Linked DNA regions of Mus musculus: region 2 is linked to region 1. A link is a contact called in public Hi-C data. All regions are on one chromosome and are shown on one strand. The core of a region is the stretch at or near the end of the contact, and the rest is flanking DNA. Distances in the headings are between cores, read along the strand shown.

Region 1 (5,725 bases), core at 1,120-3,619:
TATTCTTTGTATCAAATAACATTAAAAGAAACAGGACATCCTTTCACCATACCTGGTTGTATCAAAATAAACCTAAGTTGAAATTTACAAATGCATCAAAAACAAAGCCTTGTGACCAATGCATTTTCAAATTACATTATGATACAATACAATACCCATACTAATCAAAAGTGTACTCGCATTACAAAATGCCTCCCTGGTTATTTTAAAGTCATTTCTTAAGCCTCTTAAAGAAGCTAACCCTCCCAAAGAAAACTTCTAAAGTGTTTAGAAAGTGTCAATATATGAAACGAATCTTTTTTCCCTAATATTCACCAATGCTATTGAAATTCTAAGGGTCAATTATGATTGATATGAAAGATCTATAAAACATTTCTGACCTATTATTACTACTTTCCATCTCAACACTTTCCCTTCATCAAGATCAACCTACAGTTATAAATACATACCCATTTCACTTATGAAAAGAACACTTTTAAGGAGAGAACTCTAACTTTAGAGGGAGAGCCATTTGCCCTGATCATGTCACAATCAACTACCAAATTAATTTCCACTAACAAAATGCTAAAAGGAAAAATATTTAATATATTTAGTGTCATGGATATAATAAATATATAAAACATATTTGCATATTGCATATATTTATATGTAAATAAATAAATCTAATAATTCTAAGGAACAAGTTAGTGTTCAGTCTGGGGGCTCTTAATCACGTCTGTAATTCACAGAACTTTTTTTTTTCTCTCCACTTCTCTAAAGAGATCTAGTGTTTTTATGAATCGCAACGCTTCCAGCAGACATTAAGTAGGAGTTTGCAGCTGCAGTAAAAACAAAACATTCTGACCTATGAATTTGCAACTTACATTAATATAGTCATTTAAATACTTGTACTCAACGCCTCTGACTTCAGCAGGGAGCACTGGAGTTACAATAGACAGCGGTTGCCTTTATAGTGCCAAGTTCTGCTGAATCCCGGACACTATCTCAATTAGGAAGGGGCAGAACCATATCCGGTTCCCACTGAATACAGTTTCCCATGCTTCCCATCTTAAAAACTTTTACGTCTTCCCAAAAGAGCAATAAACATACGAAGACGCCAGGAAGAGTGCCTGTAGGGGAAAATGACTGATCAAATTAAATCCCTATATATGGAACCTGAAACTTCAAAACTTGTCAAACAAATCACAGCGGCAGGAGCACGGTATGTGTCGTTGCCCCTTCTTTCCCACTTCTTACACGGAGCCAGCTTCCACAATCCCTCAACAGCAGTTTGACTTACTGGTTAGTGGGAGGTGCGGTCAGCGGTATGGCCACCTCTTCCTCTTCGTATTCTGGTCCATCCAGGGAGTCACCTTCATCCACGGTCCCCAAACCGGAGCCCAAAGGGGGCAGCTGAGGAGGCGGCGGCAGAGGAGGGAATCCGCCGCCCGGCCCGAGCGTCTCAGCAGGCAAAGACAGAGTCCCCTTGGTGAAAGCGACGTCTCCCGCAGGTCCGGCGGCCGCAGCACCAGCCACGCCAGCAGCAGCACTGCCGGTCAGCGCGGCGCCCCCCAAGACACCGGCCACCGGCCCGGTCCCCAGGAACCCGGACCCCGACGCGGCTCCGCCACCGAGGGCCGCAACCAAGTCGGCGTCCGCCAGCCCGGGACACGGGGCGGCTGCCACCGGCAGGGCCGCGGGTAACTTGACCCGGCACGCTGCCGAGTAGGCGCTGGAGCCCGTGGCCGCGCCGCCGCCGGGGCCCGCCGTCGCAGGGCCGCCTTCCTCACTGCCCGCCTCGGCCGCCATCATGTTGAAGCCCGCTCTCCTCTAGCTACCCTGCCGCCCGGGAGCCCCGGGGGCCAGCAGGCCCGGGCTGCGAGCCGCCCCACCCAGGCGCGTCCCCCTTCAGCTCTCCAGGCAGAGGAAACAACAACAAAAGGAGAGCGCCCGCCGCCGCGCCCCCTCCCCGGGCCACAGCCCCAAGCTCCGCGGCTGCTGGCTGGCTTACGGGAAGCGACGCGGGCAAAAAACCCAGCGCCTGCAGAAACGCTAGGCAAACCTCGCCGCGCACACCCACACTCACGCGCACACATGCACAGGGGCGCCAAACTTCCTGGCTACGCTAAAGAGGAAGGGAAGCCCGCTGCAGCGGCTGAGGCAGCGCCGCCTCGGCCGCCGCCGCCGCCGCGCCTCAACGCCCGGGTTCCGGCCGCCCCCACCGCAGCCACCAGTGGGGCTGCCTATGCCAGAGCCACCGTAGCCTCATCTCCGCCGGCTGGAGTCGGGAGCAGTGGGCGGGGCCGAGGAAGGGGGCGGGCCCGCAGAGCCCGACTCCGCTGCGGGCTACCTGCGGCTCTCCGGAGCGAAACCCGGGAGAGAAAGAAGGGCGGGGCCGGGAAGAAGGGAGGGGCGGAGCGGGGGCTTCTGCGCAGGCGCCTTCCGGGAGCGCGTCCGGACAGAGGAGAAGGAAAAGCAGCCTGGGCAGGAAGCGGCGGGCGCGCGCGGAGGCGTGGCACAGCTTCCCACTGAAGGGTGCGGGACGTGTGGTGCGGCCGTCCCTCCACGCCACCGGGCTCGGTGCAGGCCTACCTCTCACGGCTTTGTTTACAGGGAGAGAAGGAAGATAGCTCATCTCCAGGCCCGAGGGACTGGAGGGACGAGGGGGCGATGAGAAGGAAAGGATGACGCCAGGAAGTCCATTCACTGCTTTGTAACTTGTAGAAAAATGGCCTTAGCTGCCCGTACAGTCGGCAACAAAAATCAAAACAGTATTCATAGTTTATTCCTTTCCGTCGCATGCTATAAATCACCGTATAACTTAGGTGAAATAATTTAAGCCTAGATCCTTGGACCTGAGAAAACAACGGTTGAAAGAAGCCATGGAGAGTATGAAGGTAGAAGTCAATGCTACCATTATATACATAAGTTCTCTTCACCGAATGTCTCCCTCACATGTTTGGCTGTCAGAGAAGGAATGTAGTATTTAGAGGAAAAGTGCCACCGAAGTCATAAACCAATATATTTTGTCCTAGTTTGTATGCAAAAATCTGCAACACATACCAAAGACACACTACATGTCTAAACTTTGACAGATCAATGTCACCCTTTATGAACCCTAGGAAAAAGTTTTATTTCCCGTACTTGTGTGTATATATAAATTCATAAACACATACTCAACTGTTAGAATTATCTTTTCATGTTCCCTGGGGATAGGTTCCAGGGGCCTGTTGAGTTACAAAATTATTATCTTAAATAATTTGGGCACATTTTCCCATTTACACAGTAAATCATCTCTAGCTTATCCACAACTCTTAATATAATCTAAATATCATTTATTTTGTTATTATTAGAATAATGACAAAAATTTATGCAGGTGGAATTTTTTCCAGATATTTTTGTATGTGGCACCCTTGAATCTATAGTTTGCTAATATGAAAGCAGATAGTATATAAGCAGCCATTCATATAGAGAGATCATGCTGGTTGCTTGAAATTTATCCGTGTTAGAAATTTGCCCTTTAGGGTTCATGTACTGTACTAGCTTTTCTGTTCTCCCTGGAAAGTGTCACATTGAATGCAACTGATTATTGATAATACTTTCTCTATTAAGTTTGACCAAGCTAACTTGCTGAGAATAGCAAGAGGCTGAGATAGAATACCAGGGAAAGAGGGAAGGAGTACCATTAAGGGAAATGACAAAGTACAGACAGGACATTTCCATATTCCTGTATACCCAATCTATAACAATCAAACTGATTTCAACAGTAGTAGTGCTTGCCTCTTGTGCAAAGTGTCAGCTGAGAAAGTGAAAGTAAATTGTATAAGGGAGCTAGAAGTCAGCGTTAAACTGACCAATTAGGTGTAAAAGAAATTTTTATCTGAGAATTTCTGAATCAGAAAATGCACCATTTGTGTTTAAATGAGTCCTTCCAGTGATTTTTGACACACTTAATTTGAGTACTACTGTGCTATAACATAGTATACTAATTAAGGAGGCAATATACAGAAACTTGAAAAGCTGTAAAAAGAACAGGTATCATTCATTCGGTGGATGGGTAAAATGTGGGTATTGGTTTGCTAAGGTCTGTATTCTAAACCAGCTAGCAAAGGAGAACAAAATGAAGCAGATTCATAATCGCTAAAATCAAAACGAAATGCTGCTTCTTACAGCAGCCTCCTTAGAGCAGATTTTCTTTTAAATGTACTCTAAAGTCCCAACTACTGTTTAGTTCATGAGCCACAAGTGCAACACCCCAACTTCATATCAACCATCCGAGTTAGAATTCAGGTCTTTGAAATGACTGTTTGGTTATCTATCACCACCTCTATTTATCAATCTTCTCAATTTTTTCTATGCCCTGTTCCTGAAAATTCAGGTCAGGCTCCCAATTCCAATCACAAACTTGCCTTCTCCTTTTCCCAAAATTAGGTAGCACTCAAATATCCACATTTAATACAGCCTGATACCTCTTAGACACATATTGTCTCCCAGTTACTTTTAAATATGTATAATTAGAAATCTTCACTGCAGAAACAACTCATCGTCCATCTTTTTTTTTCTAGCTCAGTTCTGCTTGCTGCCTTTAACATAGCACCTTTCTTTAAAAGCATAAACATTATATTATATCATTGCACATCTTTGGAAATTAATTTCTTATCAGCAGGAAGGAAATAATAAGTCTATTTGAAAAGTCTGTATATGTGTTGCATGCATGGCCCTGTGTGTGTGTGTGTGTGTGTGTGTGTGTGTGTGTGTGTGTGTGTAGGTGATATAATATAATTTCTTATTTGAAGTTCCAGGAAAATCTGTCCTTTTTTCTTTTACTACTGCTTACACACTTTTAAAGGAATTTATTTGCATGAGTGTTTTACCCACATGTATGTCTGTGTATCATGTGTATGCATTCTCTGCTGAGTCCAGAAGAATACATTGTGCATTTTCCATGGAGGCCAGAAGTGAACTTCAGACACTGGAATTGAAGATGGTTGTTAGCTGCCATGTGGGTGCTGGGAATTTAACCTAGGTCCTCTAGAAGAGCAACCATTGCCCTCACCTGTTAAACCATCTCTTTAGCCCACACACTTTCTTGATCTCTGTTATCTTTTATGGTTTGTGTCCTTTTAGTATACCCAAAACTAATGTTCCTAATTCATTTAGTTTTCTCTTTGGCCTCTTTTCTTTTTCTACTTCTCTTACTTTTTTTTCCTGCTAATTTCTATTTCATGTTGTGCTTCTGTGTCATCTTCTTATAACCTCCTAAATTCCCTGATGCAAATAAACTTCTTGAAGCTTCATGAGTAAAAACTGAAGGACAATTTTTATTTAGGAAATGGAAATATTAGTCTCCCACTGGCAGCCTTCAGATGAAAAACTCTCAGCTCTGTCTGCACCATGCCTGCCTGGATGCTGCCACACTCCCACCTTAATGATAATGGACTGAAACTCTGAACCTGTAAGCCAGCCCCAATTAAATGTTGTCCTTTATAAGACTTGCCTTGGGCCAGACCAGTGGCATGGGTTCTTTCCGGTCTGTCTGGGCCTGTGCCCTGAGCAGACCTTGGGCACAAACTGTGCAGCCAGTCCCACAACACCTAGAGGAAGCTCCAATCCCAGGCGCTCTAATATGCCCAGGATCCCAGGAGCTTGGTCACACTAGAATCTCAGGGTCCCAGAGGCAGCTTGACTCCTAGGAGCTTGGACACACCCAGGATCTCAGGATCTCAGGATCACAGGATCACAGAAA
Region 2 (5,673 bases), core at 2,718-5,217, 260 kb after region 1:
CTTCCTTGTTTTCTTCTGTAATATAAGTCTGATGCTCACTTTGAAAGATTACACTCAGATTCAGCACTTTCTTGTGTTCATGTCGGTTTGTCACTCTCTGACTCCTTGCCCACCTGGGTACCAGAACTCTGATTCTCCCCTGGGTTGAGGAACTCCGACTAGGTTCTGCCCGTGGCATACAGGGATGGAAATGGAGAAGAGCCTGAGGAAAAGAAGGTCCATTGAGAGGCCCAATGTGGGATACAGCTCAAGGGGAGGCCCCAAGGCCTGACACTATTACTGAGGCTATGGAGTGCTCACAAAAAAGGGACCTATCATGACTGCCCTCCAAAAAACCCAACAAGCAGCTGAAAAGTCAGATGCAGATATTTGCACCCAACCAATGGACAGAAGCTGCTGAACCCTGTGGTTGGATAAGGAAAAAGCTAGAAGCTAAGAAGGAGGATGCCATGTAGGAGGACATGCAGATTAATTGACAGCAGTCTCAATTAATCTAGGCCCCTGAGATCTCTCAAACACTGGACAGCCAACCAGGCAGCAGATACTAGCTGATATGGGGCCCTAACACATATACAGCAGAGGATCGCCAGGACTGGGTTCAGTCAGAGAAGATATACCTAGCCAATCTTCATCTGAGATGTTTGAATAGCTCTACCATGCCTCTTCTAATTGTACAGCAGTGTAAGTTCCATCCATTGGGGGAACAGTAACACCAGGTTGTACCTTGGAGCTGAGTTCTTGGGCTTCTGAAATGAATCCCAGTACCAGATAGAAAATGAAGTCTGTCATATCCATGCCAGAATTCACAGAACTTGCAGAAATACTTAGGACTCTGCATGATGGTGGGACAGACTTCTATTGTAGCCTACATTCAATTAGCTGTGGAGAGGGTCTCAGTCAAGTCCATTACTCACTGTTTGTACACTTGCACACCCTGCAGTTGTGACACTTGGGTATGATTCTGCCTATCATCATCTTGGGAAGCAAGAAAATATTTGCCCTCTAACCAGGAGCAACATAGCTATAGCCACCCAGGCTATTGCTCACAGAGGCTCTAGATTTTTCTTGGCTCCAGATAGAACCCTGCACTTGGTGAAACACATTGGAGTTTTGATCTTCCTTTTCTACTTTATATGATATGTCCCTGGGGATACTTATAAGTCTTGAGGCTTGTGAAACAGATATAATCTAGTATAATGTCAGACTTAATGGCAAAGGGGGCTGCTTTCACCAATTCTTCCCCTGAGATTTTGGCAGCATAGTACAGAGTAATAGTTAATTAGCAAGCACTAGACACTGGCCCTCTTTTATCAGACTTCTACTCCAGAAGCTTCAATCTATGGCTTATTGATATGGTCTGGAGCCAAGTAGCTACTTCATTAGTAGTCCATAACAGCATGGATTTTATCTTTTCCCATTGCTGAGTCTGTCTTGGTAGGTTTTAGGTTCAAGTAGGTTGATGGCTGCAGATATGACTAGAATTCTAGAACTGGTTCATCTATATTGAATTTGCCATTTGCAGATCGCCACAGTGCTTCATCACACATTGGTGGCTGTGAAAGAGGCATTTGAATCTTAGTCTTATGAAAGACTCCTGGAATGAATTAGTTCTTCAGCAAGCCTCCCGGTTCTCCATTAACATGCCTGTCAATTTGTGATAAACTTGGGTTTGTGGTGGGCTTGTATTGTCAACTAGTGCTGAAATAGTGACAGTGACCCAATAGCAACTCCCCACACTTATGGGCCTGGATGCTGCCCCATGGTGAAATAGTGCATGTGTCTACTAGTGCAAAGAAAAGAAGTCTGTTTACAATTTCTTTAAAGACAAGCACAAAACCAGACTAAAGGAGGCTGGAAAAGATGGTTTAAGTAGAGTATTCCATATGGTGTTCATGGACATGCCATCCAACTTTTGTATAATCAGAAGTGCTTACAAAGGAAAGTCACTTTTCACCTTGTCCTCCTCAGTCTCAAGGTCAAACACAATGCTGAAGAGAAAACAGCAGGAACAACCAAAACCTTTGTGAAATAGAAGCAATGAAAATCAGGTAGAAATCCTTGGGATAAAACCTACACTAAGCAACGATTTAAAGTGTGTTAGAAGACAGCAGTAGCAGAAGAGATAAGACAGGAGAGAGAATTAATGAGCCCATAGACAAGGCAGGTGACAATGTGTACTCAAAGTAGTAAAAGAATGATTAGGAATAAGTAGAATCTGTGATTAATAGCAAAAGATTTACCATTTGGTTAGTAATATTTGGGAGGTACATAAAAAGGTGGATGAGAGAGAAACTAGTCAATTAATTTATATGCAGAAAATTTCAAACCTACAGAAGGAAGCAAATACACAGTATAGGGATGTTAGACAGTTGGAATCGAACTAGGCCTATGGCAAATATAATCAAACTCACAGTGATGAAAGGAAAAGACAGTTTTTAAGGCTGCAAGAAAACCAGGAAAAAAAAACCCAAAACATACAGTCGTTTTCCAGGTAACCTGGCTTCAGGCTTTTCAGTCATAACCTTGTATGCTAGGAGGGAGTGTATAACATTTTCACAACACTGGATAAAAAAGAAGAAAAGAAAAAGTCCAGAAGTGGATGCTCACAGTCAGCTATTGGATGGATCACAGGGCCCCCAATGGAGGAGCTAGAGAAAGCACCCAAGGAGCTAAAGGGTTCTGCAACCCTATAGGTGGAACAACATTATGAACTAACCAGTACCCCGGAGCTCTTGTCTCTAGTTGCATATGTATCAGAAGATGGCCTAGTTGGCCATCACTGGAAAGAGAGGCCCATTGGACTTGCAAACTTTATATGCCCCAGTACAGGGGAACGCCAGGGCCAAAAAGGGGTGGGGGGGGTAGGGGAGTGGGGTGGGTGAGTGGGGGACTTTTGGGATAGCATTGGAAATGTAAATGAGGAAAATACCTAATAAAAAATTAAAAAAAGAAAAAGTCCAGTAAAGAACAGCACTAAGCCAATTAAAAAAAATGAAGAGATAAAACCTTCACAGATAAAAAGAAGAAGCTAAGTGAATATATACCAGATGTGTACTAGAAAAAAAATGCTAAAAGAAGACCTGAAAATTGCAGAAAGATGTGAATGAGTAAGAAGAAATAGTGGAAGGTGCCAAATTCCACTTTATTTGTAGAAGTCAATAGAAAAAAAAACAAAAACAAAAACAAAGAACCTTCAGGACCTCTCTATAAGTTCTGATACAGCATGTACCAACAAAAACAAATTCAGAATGACATAATATTAAAGTACAGAGCATAAAGCATTTATGTCTTCAGTGTAAAGACCATGAAAAAAATATAAATGTAACAGTTTCTTGGTCTAGTGTTATGTTTAGGTTTGACCATAATGTCCAAGTCTGGCAAGGGGCTGAATACAAGAGTCAAGTTTTTATTAGTTTAATAAAATCAACAAGGAAACACCAAAGTTATTTTGTACCCTTTATCAACAACAGCAGCAGCAGCAACAACAACAACAACAACAACAACAACAACAACAACAACAAAAGCTAGCATTTATTCACAGAAATTTCATCCAGTAATTGCAAAATACATGTTCTTCTCAGCACAAAAAGCATATTTAGAACAGGTTACAGAACACGTCTCAAAAACTTGAAGAATTGAAATCATAATTTTATTAATCACAAATACAATAAAGTTAGAAATCAAAAACATGAAAAACTTTTGGAAACAGTTAAAATGTATGGAATAGAATAACTTACTCTATAACGACCAGTTAAACAGGGAATAAATCAAAAGTGAATTAAAAAGTTTTCTTAAGTCAAATGGCAGTGAAGTTACAATGGGATAATTGCAAAATGCAGTAAAATGCGGGTGGAGGTTACTACAGTGACTTCCTTAAAGAGTCGGAAAACTATATACACTATTACTGTGTCTCAGGAAACTAGGCAAGAAAGAACAAACAAAACACCAGTCAGCAGAATGGCAGACTTTATAAAGATTAGGGAAGTAACAAATGCAATTGAGACTAAAAGCAGTAAAAATTGAAAACAAGAACAACACAAATGACTATTGAAAGAACTGGTTCTTTAGAAAGGCAGAGGACACAGAAAACATATCTAGAGTCAACAGAGAGATGTTAGATGTGGTACTACAGAAATACAAGGAACGATTAGAGAGTGCTGTGGTCAACCTACATCCAAAGAAATTTGACAACCTAGAAAAATGGAGAAATTAATGAATACATTACCAAGACTGAAATGAGGAAACAAAAAATGTCAGCAACTCAACACTGAGTAATAAGAGTGAATCAGTAATAAAAGTCTTCCACTGAAGATCATCTCATAATCAGCATTTTTGTTGGCACAAATAAAATATTTAAAGATTAATTCATAGCAACTCTTTATTATTCCAAAAGTTAGGAGGAGAATTTCTCCAATCACATTCTATGAGGTCAATAGTAAATATGGTACCATCAATACCAGACACATCAACATCAACAAATTCTACCATAGGCCTGTCACCTTGGTGAACATAGATGCAAAAATCCCCCCGAAAATACAAGCAACCTGATTCCAACAGAATATAAAGATTATTCCCTAGGCTCAAGGGGGATTTATCTCAGGGATGCAAGGAGGTCAAATCAAGCTATTCACTTATAGAGCAGACAAAACCTCTGCGATGATCTCAGCAGGTATATAATGAAATACTACTTTCTCTAGCAAGACAGGTAAACACAGAAAAGTCTAAAAGTCTCAAACATTCAAAGAAATAGTGAAAATGAATCTGCATACACTGGTAGAACTGTAAAATAATTCAATCATTATGGAAAATAGTATGGCTGTTCAAAAGAAAAAAAAAAAAGAAATCTAATCGCCATATGGTTTTGTAATCCTGCGGTAGGTCTGTACTCAAAGCAAACGAAGCCAACATTTTGAAGAAATGGTAGAATCATTATTGTTACACCACTTTGATATTAATGGGAGAGGTTTTCTCTACTGGATTTTTCCTGGGATTGGGTGCTCTAGTCTGTACAAACATTAATTAACATATATCAATTAACATATATGCATGCTTTATGATTTGATGGACATTTACAACTTAAAACCAAAATTTTTATTGCAAAATTGAACATAACAGTTATTGGTAGTAGTCAAGAGGATAATACATTATTAGTATTTTGTTCACTTAGTAAATAATAGTTGTATTTAAATAATAAATGGATGAGACATAGCTAAACAGTAAAGTGAGGGAAAGTTTTATGCAACTGAGTTAATAAAATAAACGTTGACTTAAACTTGCATATTGAAACCTAAGAAGATAAAACTCAGCCCAAAAGAAGAATAAAAATAAAAGTAGAAATGTAAGGAGTAGAAAAACATTAAATTGATGAGCTTAAAAGCTGTTTAATTTTTAAAAAATGAATGAAGATGATGTCTTTTATAACAAAACTGGAAAGAAAATAATTTGCCAGTGTCAGAAATAGAACAGAAACAATTGTAGATTTTATAGACTTTAAAAGGATGAAAGGACTATTAACAATATTATGATAATAAATTTGAGATTTTAGATGATATGGACAATTATGGTGAAGGCAGAGATGATTAAAAGTGACATGGAGACACAGACACATGAATATAATTAGTTGCATTTAACCAACAGATAATTAAAACTAAATCTAAAAAACTTCTGTCATAA

The links. A called contact is a pair of places that touch in the nucleus more often than the background predicts.
Region 2: a Hi-C map of bone marrow-derived macrophages shows a contact between it and region 1, with 4 times the contacts expected there. The contact joins the enhancer-like site here to the promoter of Rasa1 in region 1. A contact is called at or near these places in 1 of 15 datasets of contacts at CTCF or cohesin (pro-B cells), 4 of 484 Hi-C or Micro-C datasets (the C10 cell line, the C2C12 cell line, the G1E-ER4 cell line and 1 more) and 2 of 9 other capture datasets (adipose tissue and macrophages).

The regions. Positions count from the first base shown.
Region 1 is chr13:85,287,117-85,292,841 of GRCm38.p6, forward strand. Rasa1 (RAS p21 protein activator 1) reads right to left here and starts at 2,370. Exons shown (of 25, transcript NM_145452.3): 1 at 1,280-2,370. The coding sequence starts at 1,791.
Region 2 is chr13:85,549,369-85,555,041 of GRCm38.p6, forward strand. No RefSeq gene overlaps it. Among named protein-coding and RNA genes, the nearest start is that of Rasa1, 260 kb to the left of the region's middle. Within about 2 kb of position 3,968, at least 7 of the 459 cell types and tissues checked have an H3K27ac peak or open chromatin away from gene starts, as enhancers often do. A contact at or near this core is called in adipose tissue and bone marrow-derived macrophages, where this site is marked.